2 separate regions of the Mus musculus genome follow, and region 1 is linked to region 2. Evidence: chromatin contacts called from public promoter capture Hi-C data. All regions are on one chromosome and are shown on one strand. Each heading gives the region's core, a stretch centred on a gene start, on an enhancer-like site or on the middle of the called end of the contact. The rest is flanking DNA. Distances are from core to core; before and after follow the strand shown.

Evidence for each region. Promoter capture Hi-C pulls out the DNA fragments that hold promoters and counts their contacts.
Region 1: a promoter capture Hi-C map of hematopoietic stem and progenitor cells shows a contact between it and region 2, with 4 times the contacts expected there. The contact joins the promoter of Nhsl2 here to the promoter of Slc7a3 in region 2. A contact is called at or near these places in 1 of 39 promoter capture datasets (hematopoietic stem and progenitor cells) and 2 of 9 other capture datasets (adipose tissue and liver).

Annotation. Positions count from the first base shown.
Region 1 is chrX:101,847,373-101,852,042 of GRCm38.p6, forward strand. It overlaps Nhsl2 (NHS-like 2), which reads left to right and starts at 2,013. Exons shown (of 8, transcript NM_001163610.1): 1 at 2,013-2,475. The coding sequence starts at 2,196.
Region 2 is chrX:101,081,562-101,086,722 of GRCm38.p6, forward strand. Slc7a3 (solute carrier family 7 (cationic amino acid transporter, y+ system), member 3) reads right to left here and starts at 3,844. Exons shown (of 12, transcript NM_001301840.1): 1 at 3,711-3,844; 2 at 2,310-2,713; 3 at 1,587-1,745; 4 at 1,230-1,407; 5 at 973-1,085; 6 at 630-852; 7 at 332-471; 8 at 135-237. The coding sequence starts at 2,679.

The DNA of each region.
Region 1 (4,670 bases), core at 763-3,262, 760 kb after region 2:
GGGGGGAAGGGCATGGGGCCAAAACTGAGCTTCTTCTTATGGAGCTCTGAACAACTCAGCTTCGGGAAGCAGAGTAGGGGGTGTGAGTGCGGGTGGCTCAGCCACCAGGCCCAGCCCAGGCCTGCTGCACTCAGGCTGCAAAGCTCTGCCCAGACAGTCTCCTTCAATCTGCTCCTACTTCATGTCTCCTTCTCTGGAGCAAAGATCAGTCGAAACAGCTCATAGGTCAGGGAAAAGTATCTCCGCTGAGTAAAGCCAAGTCCACTACTTCCTGCCAGTCACTCTCTTGGCTGAGGTTGGAGTTCATCAAGCAAGGAACTTTGGATTCTTATTCCACAATTGGACCTCACAGTTCAAAAGAGGGGCCACCTTTTGTCCGTTTGTTGATTCTTACTTTAATTAGAACTCAGTGTTTCTAGTAACTATGTTTTTATTTACTAAATAAGAAATGAGTATAGATGAAGGCAACCAGATTGCAGTACATTGCTTTTTTTAAATTTTCAATCGACAAATAATAATTACATATGTGTAGGGCACGGTATTATGTTTTGATATTTGCATTGAAGAATTAATAAATAAAGCCAATGAATATAGCCATCATGTCACATACTAATTTTGTGTAGCAAAACATTTAAAACCAGAGATTCTCTTTAAATTTACTTTATTATTTTAAGTGTATAAGCATTTGCCTGCATGTAGGTCTGGTGCCCTCAGAGCTGAGAAGAGGGTGTTGGATCCCCTGGAACTGGAGTTACCGAGAGCTGTGAGCTGCCAGGTGGGTGCTGGAAATTGAACCCAAGTCCTCTGGAAGAGCAGCCAGCGTTGCTGTTAATGATTGTACCATCTCTCCAGCCTGCATAGAGCTTTCTTGAACTGTCTAAGGAACAATTAACTTTTCTGAAGCAAAGAATGGAAACAGTCCACATTGTGTTAGTGTGGGCACAAGTGTTTTGTTTAAAAATATTTTGCTAATAGATTCTGTGGGCTTATACTCAACAGAGCATATGTAGGATGAAAAGGAGCACAGCCCAAATGAAAGCAGAGCAGTGGAGAAACCATTGAAAGTTCAGTGTGAGCAGCTTTGGGTGGAAATGTCCCAAGTGCATGCAGACATAGAATACACTAAAGGTACTCTACTTGTCTGAGCACATTTTACCTTCTACAGTTGAGAGAAATCGGGGCTGTCTGCACTGAAAGCACATCTCAGCTCCTGAAACCCCTCTTCTGGGATACTACAGGAGCTCATTGTGCCCCCCAAAGGAAACAGATCGGTGTTCCCTTTTGGCACAAAATGCAAACTGGATCCCTCAATCCCAACGAAATAAGTTACTCCACAAAATGGGTTTGTATTTATTCGCTCTTGCCTTTACAGTTCCACAGTGCTAGGGTCACTTCCCTCCTGGACAGTCAAATAAGATACTTGGTTCTCTCTCCTCTGATTCTAAGGTTCTGGCCGCTAGCTTGCTCAATGGAGACTGGTGCGTGGCAAGGAGTATATTTTAGAAGGAAAACTAGATGCATGAAGCCAGACTTCGTGTCTCTGCTGTGACTCGCTCGTATGTACGCCGGTGTGTCTGCATTGTTCAGTATTTACAAAGAAAGTTAAGTTTAAAAAACAAAGCAGAAAACAACCTTAACCCGGGTTAAGGTACTGGGCCTGAAGCTCCTCAGGAGGACCCGGGCACATTTTGCGCACCGACCATCACAAACACACATTCACACAGACTTCCCTCGGTTAACTCTCAGCTTCTTTCTACTCTTCTTTCCTTTTTTTTTTTTTTTCCTTTTCTTCTCTCCCGGATCAAGCGTTAATCTGCGAATTTTTGACCGCAAAAGAAAGAAAGAAAGAAAGAAAGAAAGAAAGAAAGAAAGAAGAAGAAGAAAGGGGATGGTGGGGGTGGGGTGAGGAGGAATCCCGAAGTAGCTGAGTGAGCTGAGCGAGGGAGGAGGAGAAAGCCAGGGAGGAGGAGCCCAGTGGAGCAGAGTCAGAGGGACTGGTGGCTCCTGCGAGTGTGCAGCCCGCGGGGAGCCGGCGCTGCAGGCTGTGAAGCCGCCTGCCCGCACAGCCGCCCGTGCCTCTCGCTCGCCCGCGCCCGCGTCCCGGGCCCTGCTCCACCAGGACCGCCGCTGCCTCTCAGGATTCCCGAGTGCCACAAGGCTAGCGGACCGGGTCGGTCCCCGCGCCCGCGCCCGGGATGCCGTTCTACCGGCGCACTGTGGTGCCCCAGCGTCTGTGCCCGCGCAACCCTCCGCAGCCGCTGGCTGAGCTCCGCGACGTGAGCCACCTGGCCGCGCTCAGTCTGCTCCGCCAGCTCGCAGACCTCTGCGGCCACTCGCTGGCTCTGCTGGAGGACCTCGAGGGGCACCTGCTGGCTCTGGGGCGCCGCACCGACAGCCTGTACCGGCGCACCGTCCGGCTCCGCCGCCGCCTTCCCTGTCGCCTGCTTGGCCCGGAGGATGATGAAGAATTGCTAGGTAAAAGGCGCGAGGCGCCCGCGACCCTCTCCCACCCGCCTCTGGGGATGTCCCGCTGGGTCTGCCCGTGGCCGCCCCTCAAAGATCGAGGGACACGGCCTCCAGGACGCCCTCCCGCCGTCCGATCCTTCCGGGATCCGCTCGCCCGGTCCCGAGTGGCCCTCTGCTTAGGTCTGGGGGCTGCCGCCACCTCTGGAGTGCTTGGTGGAGAGGGAGGGGATCCGTAGGGTCCTGGGCGGCGCAGACCAAAGAGTCCCGGTGGCTCCGGGAACCGAATGGCCGTGCCTGCGTCTCTCCTGATGGGCCACTTTGGAAATCGCGCCCGAGCTGCCCGCCTGCCTCCCGGGCGGCGGGGGCCGCTGCAGCCAGACCCGTGGGACCTCGTGCCGGACTGCGAACGGGCTTCCCGCGCCCAGCCGTCTCCGAGCTCCCTTCCCGCTCGCTTCTCCCCGCACACTCCGCGTTGCCTCGCTGGGAGTGGCCGGCAGGGGGAGGGGAGACTGCCCAGGGCTTAGCGGATTCCATACCCCAAACCCCCGCCCCAGCCGCTAAGGTCCGGCTGCCCAGATTTGCGGGAGAGAACCATTTAAAGAGACTGTCATCGGTTTTCTTAAAAATGTGCTCGCCAGCCATGCCCGAGAAACGCCAGGTCCCGGGAGTTTCCTTACTGAACACTAGGAACCTGTGAGACTGGAGGCGGGCGGGAGCTCAGGCTCTTTACTACTTTGGATCTCAACACTTTGGATAGGGAGGACCTCTTCTGCAAAAAACGCAGCGTTCCCTTAGAATGTGGGACTTCTCTTAAACGGGGTCGGGGCTGAGTATGTTTAAAAATGCTGAGAGTAGAGGAGGAATGGCAGGTAACAGGGCCAATTGCCACCTAGGGAAGGCTAGGAAGGGGTGTCGGGGGAGCAGTGTGCCAGAAAGTTTCAGAAGGAGGTGGAAGATGGCTACTTGCTGACTTTTGAGGGAGGCCTTGGGAGAGAATTGTCTGGGTCAGCCTTTCTTCCTTGCAGACTCCACCCCTAACAAAATGACAGGAGTCAGAGGTTCTGGCGCCCCTCTTCCTTCATAAAGGTCTCTGTCCTTTGAGGTAGATGGCAGAGGTCACTGCTAGAGAAAAATAAACTGAATCCTTTGAGCAAAGGAAGGTGGAAGACACAGATGACTGCCAGATGGAATGTGGCCACGGGACCAGAAGCCTCTGGGAGGTAGGGGACCAGGCAAGCCAAGGCCCAGGGTCTGGCTCCTTCTCAGTTAACAAAGAGGGTAAGAAGGTCATTGTTTTTCTTTCCCTGGGGTCCCACTGATTAACAGGATTAGTCTAGGAGAAACTTGATAAGACTTGGAGAATACTTTTCCAAATCTCTGTACAGCCTGCGGTGTACAGCCTGCGGTGTACAGCCTGCTGAGAGCCACCTACTGAGTTCAGCAGGGTAAGTTGAGGACTAGGAGGAAGCTCTGCTTTTCCAAAGTATAGCTTTCTGTTTGCTGAGTCAGACAGCCCTTCCCATGGGCTGGGGTGTTGGGATAGCTTCACTAAGTCACTTGGGGGCCTAACCCTTTCTAGTGATCTATTGGGTTAGAAAGAGATAGTTTTATGCTGCAGGTATATTGTTAAAGGGGGGAAATGACACTTAAGATAAGTGTCATTGAGTTAGCCTCTTGGAAGCTTGCAAGAGCTGAGAATGGGTCTATCTCTTTTCTTTAGTGTGGTCACTTACCTTTGAGAACATTCATGTTGCTTGGCCCTAATGCATTCCAAGAACTACTGCACACACCAAACCTTCTGTGAGTCTCTAAGAAGAGCTGCTTTTCTAGTTTGCTGCCCTAGCCTCTTATTGAGATTCCCAGTGTGCACTTTTCAGTCGCTGGGATGAGGCACAAGTGCCAAGTGCAAAGAGAGGTGGGGAGCATAATCAGAGAGAGTACCATCTGGCACCCCCTTGTTGCTGAGGCATAAGCTTCAACGAGGTGTCCAGCAGGCTGGATATTACATTCTGATCATAAACAAACAAGCAGACATTGTGAGGTCTAGTCCTCTTTGTTTATTCTTTCTCGTACCCTTTCCTCCCTGCATCCTCACACCTTTACTGACCGTCATGCTGAGGGTCAGCTCTTCCCGTTAACAGTTTACCCTGTAGACTGCCTATCTAGCAGGACTTACCTTCATATTCTTCCTCTAGCTGTTTCTT
Region 2 (5,161 bases), core at 2,594-5,093:
AAAACACAGGCGGTGGGGGGGTGCTCTTTTGGATAGAGCCAAATGGCCACATTACTCAAGGAGAGTCAGGATGACAGAAGGAAGGAGTGGGCATAATATCCTGCCTCACCGAGACATACAAACACAAGTCTTACCTGAGGATGAGAACACAAATGGACACCAGGGAGTGAGCAAGCAGAGTCCCGATTGACATGAGGTCCACGAGGTCAGTGAGTTCAAAGAGGAATGCCATGAATGCTAAAATCAGCAGGCAGAAGCAAGTGAGTGAAGGGTGAAGTTAACAGAGTTGGGGAAACAACAAAAAGGGGTGGGTTTGATTTGGCTTTGTTACCTGCAATAACACCAGATACCAAGGTGGCCACAATGGGTATATGTGTGACACTGTGAACCTTAGCAAGGACACGGAACAGGAGGCCATCTTCTGCCATTGAATACATCACCCGAGGCATAGGAAACATAGAGCCCAAAAGGCTGAAAAAAGACAATGTCCAAGGGGAATGAGTTCATCAGCCTGTGTGCTTACAGCATTTCCACCTCCCTTTCCTAGCCTTTCTAAGGAACATTCTCTGGCACAAAATGGACATAGCTGGAAACTACAGCCACGGGGCAAAGAAATATTTAACACTGACCTAGTAGAAAGTGCACAGAGGGAGCCAATAGCCACCAAGTAGCGGGCAGGCTCCCAGCCAACATAGGAAAATGCTTCAGGCAGAGGGCTCTCAGGATGAAGCTTGTAGTAAGGCATCATGAGGGTAAGTGCTGAAGACACACCAAAGTAAGCCAAAAAGCAGATGAACATCGAGATCACAATACCCATGGGGATGGAGCGCTGGGGATTCTGAGCCTCTTCTCCTGTAAGAAAACACAGGGCACAGTGTTCTAAACCAGGGAAGTAGGCTTCCTCCTCTGCCACCCCAAATCTGTAAGTTCACACATTGCACCCAAGACCAGCCAAGATTGTGTGACTGTTACCGGTGGTTGCAATACAGTCAAAACCAACGAAGGCATAGAAACAGGTAGCAGCGCCACGGAGAATCCCTTCCAAGCCAAAAGGCATGAAACCTCCAGAGCCCATAGAGTCCAAGCTAGAGTGCAAGAAGGAAGAGAATCCGTAAGAGTGTTCAGTTAAGTGCATCCCTTTTCTGATGCCCAGCTGTTCATTGTCTCCCATTCCCATTCTGGATTCCTCCTCCTCCCCCATTATGGTCCCAGCTTTGTGGCTCTCTAACCTACAAGTGCCGTTGGATTCACTCATGGTCAAGCAATAGTCCTCTTTCGTGAGCTTCCAGTTTCTCAGTTCTCCCTTAATGAAGCCAGAGATGATGACAAAGCTGAGAACCAAAAGGTTCATCCCTGTGAACACTTTGGTAACCAGGGCTGATTTACTTGCCCCTAAAACCAGCAATCCTGTGGGAGAAAATTGTTCAGGATCCTGAGGACAAAATCCTTCCTCCACGCTTGCTTTCCCTTTTTTCTGCCTCTGTGTGGCAGACTCTTTCCTTCCCAGCTTCCTTTCCTCCCCTCATTACCCTTGAGCGCTTCCCAAGCCCAACCCCTCCCATCATTCACCCTGCCCCTTGCCTCACCAGTGAGCAGCAACACAAGGGCCAAGGCAAAGAAATCTGGATATTCTGCAAGAACATGAGGCATCTTCAGCAAGATGGTCCCCTTCAGAGTCCGAGAGATGTGGTTTCCAATCAGGTTGTCAAAAGCAGAGCTCCAAGCCCGGGCCACACTGGCTGTACCTGGTATAGCAATTGTATTTTCTACCTTAACCCCAATACTCAGGAATATTATAAGATCAAATTCCCTCCCTCCTATACATCTGCCTCACAGATTCCTGCCATAATTACCCACCTTACTCTGTGTGTGTGTGTGTGTGTGTGTGTGTGTGTGTGTGTGTGTGTGTGTGTTTGACAGTTCTCTCTATGTAGCTCAGGCCTAGCCTGGCCTCAGACTTAACAAACTCTTGATCCTCCTACCTTAGCCTCTGAGTGCTGGAATTATAGGTGTACAACTCTAGACCCAGCTCCTGTTATTAATTTTAAAGACCCTAACTAACATCTTAATGAATGAACACCAGACGGAGGTGAACAATTGTACTGCACCTTCAAACCCTCCCTATACCCCTACCCCAAATAAATAAATAAATAAACAAACAAACAGACATCTAGAAGTATTGAGATACTAGGAAAAATAAAGACAATTTAGACTTCACTGAAATTGCACTCGGATTTCTGGATCCATAATCCCTCTGCTATTTGTGTAATCATCCATCCCTCCCATCCTACCCCAAGCATCTATCTCACCAATGACGTAGGAGAGAATGAGATTCCAGCCGGTGGTGAAGGCCCAGAGTTCACCTACGGTGACATAACTGTAGAGATATGCAGAACCAGAGCCGGGGACCCGGGCACCAAATTCAGCATAACACAGTCCAGCCAACACAGAGGACAGAGCAGCCACCAAAAAGCAGATCACAATGGATGGTCCTGCTTTATCTTTGGCCACCTCTCCAGCCAGGACATACACACCTGCACCTAATGTGCTGCCCACACCCAGAGCCACTAAGTCGAGGGTGCTCAGGCATCTGGCAAGGCGGGTCTCACCCATACCCAGCTCCAACACACGTCTCCGCACCAGCTTTTGACCAAATCTTCGAAGTGCCTGCCACAGCATTCTAGTTGGAATTGAAGAGGATGCTAGCTAGGTTCTGGTGAAAAACAAGACAAAAGCCCTTCAATGGGTCTCATTGTCCCCCACAAGCTCCAAAAGTGAATTACAAAACCCACTCCCTCCACCAGGTGAATGAGTTACAGGGACAAAGGGGGTTGGGCAGAAGAGGAGAAAGCAAGCCACTTCCACCTCTAATTACCATTTCTTCATATGCAAGTAGGAATTACAATAATAATGCAAGTGGGGATTACAGTGTCTCCCAGGCAGGTGGAAGGACCCATTTCAGAAAAGGCTAGAGAAAGCTCTGTATAGCACAGTGGTTGGCCTTTAGTAAGTGCTAGGACATTAGGTTTCTTCTTTTCCTGCCCAAGAACCTATGGGATTTACCCTAGAGCCCAGCCCAGCAGCCTTGAAACCTAACATTTCTGTTTCCCCGGCCTATGGCTCCTGGTGAATCAAGCGGAACTCAACTCGGGGCAACTCTGAAAGAACCCTTTTTTTTTTACACCCATTACCCACATCCCTTTTAGTGAGCGCCCAGAGAGCTTCAGAGACGTGGCTACGCCTGGAAGAGGGGACTGACCTCAATCTTATCCCTTCTCACCAAGCCCCGGCGATCCACCTGAGCCTTCTTTGCCCTCGGAGAAAGCAAATGTTCCCCACCTCCTCCGGCTAGGCTACGATGACCAGTGAGCACCAGCAGTGAGGCGGGGCTTCGGTCTCTGAAATTGGGAGATGCGCCTGGGGGGTGGGGGGCAAAACCAGCCCGAGATCGCTAGCACTTCCCTCTCGGCCGATTAGGGGTCCCGCCCGGTGGCCCTAGACTCAGCATCTAGATTTTTATGGCTCCATGAAGAAAAACAATCTGGAAATGCGCTGGAGCTAGGGAGCCCTGGCTCCTGGGCTAGGGTCTTACCAGCAACAGGTCACAGTTGCGCTGATGCAATTGCAAGCCCTGGTTGCCTGAAAAGCCTAGGTAAAAGAGGAGCCTCCCTCTCCCCACTCTGACACACGTGCCAGCCCCAAAGGCTTACCGGAGAGCCCTGGCAAGCCCAGAGAGAGAAGATTCTCAGATCCGGTTCAGTGAGGCTGACTTCAGTCGAGTTGGGTTGGGTGTGCTTCAATGCCGCAGCTCAGGGTCCTTGCAAGCCAAGCGCCCCTTATATTCACCGGGAGGAGGAGCCAGTAACGTCATGGGATCCCAGCCCTAAGCCCTCTCCCTACACATGACACACAACACAATATACATACTGAAGAGTTGAAAATCACTAGCAACCTGTTAGGTTCATAAACACTTGGGTCATAAACACTTGGTCCTTGAGCCTCAGCCAATCCCGGAAGATACCTTACCTTTCCTGGATCAATCATAATGTTCCAACGACCCGTGTGGAATGTCTCAAAGCCCCAGGAGCGTTGCCTAAGGTAGCACATCACCTAGCTGTTAAGAAAATTTATGGTTTTAAAATTTCCCCTTTTCCTCCCCCTGGTTTGTGGTTTTTGCCTTTATAAGCTCTGTAAAATTTCAGGCCGGGGTCGAAACTCCTCTACTCCTTGCTTGGTGTATGAGTCTCGACCCCAGCATGCTGGCCTGAGCTCTCGTTCTGTCTCGCTTTCAATAAAAATTCCTCGTGTGATCACAAAGTCCGGTCTCTGTGTCCCACTGGGTGCGCGACGTTCCCGAGACTTGAGTGAGGGTCTCCCTTCGGGGGTCTTTCAATACCAACACACTCGCTTGTGTACACGCGGGCACACACACACGCACACACACGCACACGCACACCGTCAGTCACCAGTCACATGGCTTTGCAACATTGGTCGCTTTTGGCCTGAGACTGCTTCCCAACCAAAAAAAACAAGCAGGGCATGGCCGGGAGTGAGAAAAGAGGGATAGCCTTTAACCATTTGCCTCTCTGGTGGTCAAAAGACAATTAAAAGCTTCCTGACCACAGATCCCATGGGTATTTTCTACCTTTATGCAAGATTAGTCAGAATCAGCAAACATTCGCAGCACTGGGGAGGGGAGTGAATAAAGAGAATTGGGTTTGTGTGAAGGCTGGAGGGGCAAATAGCACCAAGTCTCCATCTCACTGTGTCTTCTCCCTGAGCACGTTTGTCTGCATGAAATCCTTCAGGACCTTGCAAGACTATCAACAGCCCCGACTGCTGCCTCTGCTCTCACTCTCTAATACAGACAGCAAGAAAATGGAAGACAGTTTCAAACCACCTGTACACCGATCATTAACCCCGAGTAGATTCCTAGGCCACAATGTATTTGTAGCATCTCTCCACCTGCCTATTAATATTAAATATGAAATTATGAATATTTAAATATTGAAGGAGCGAAACTTTTTAAAATTGATAGTGATGGGGATCAATCCTGTAGGTCTCCCCAGTGCCAAGATTATACCAATGAGCTGCAGCCCCACCCTTTTAATTCCATTTTGCTGATGACTAAGCTGAAGTTTGGAGCATCAGACTTAGCATT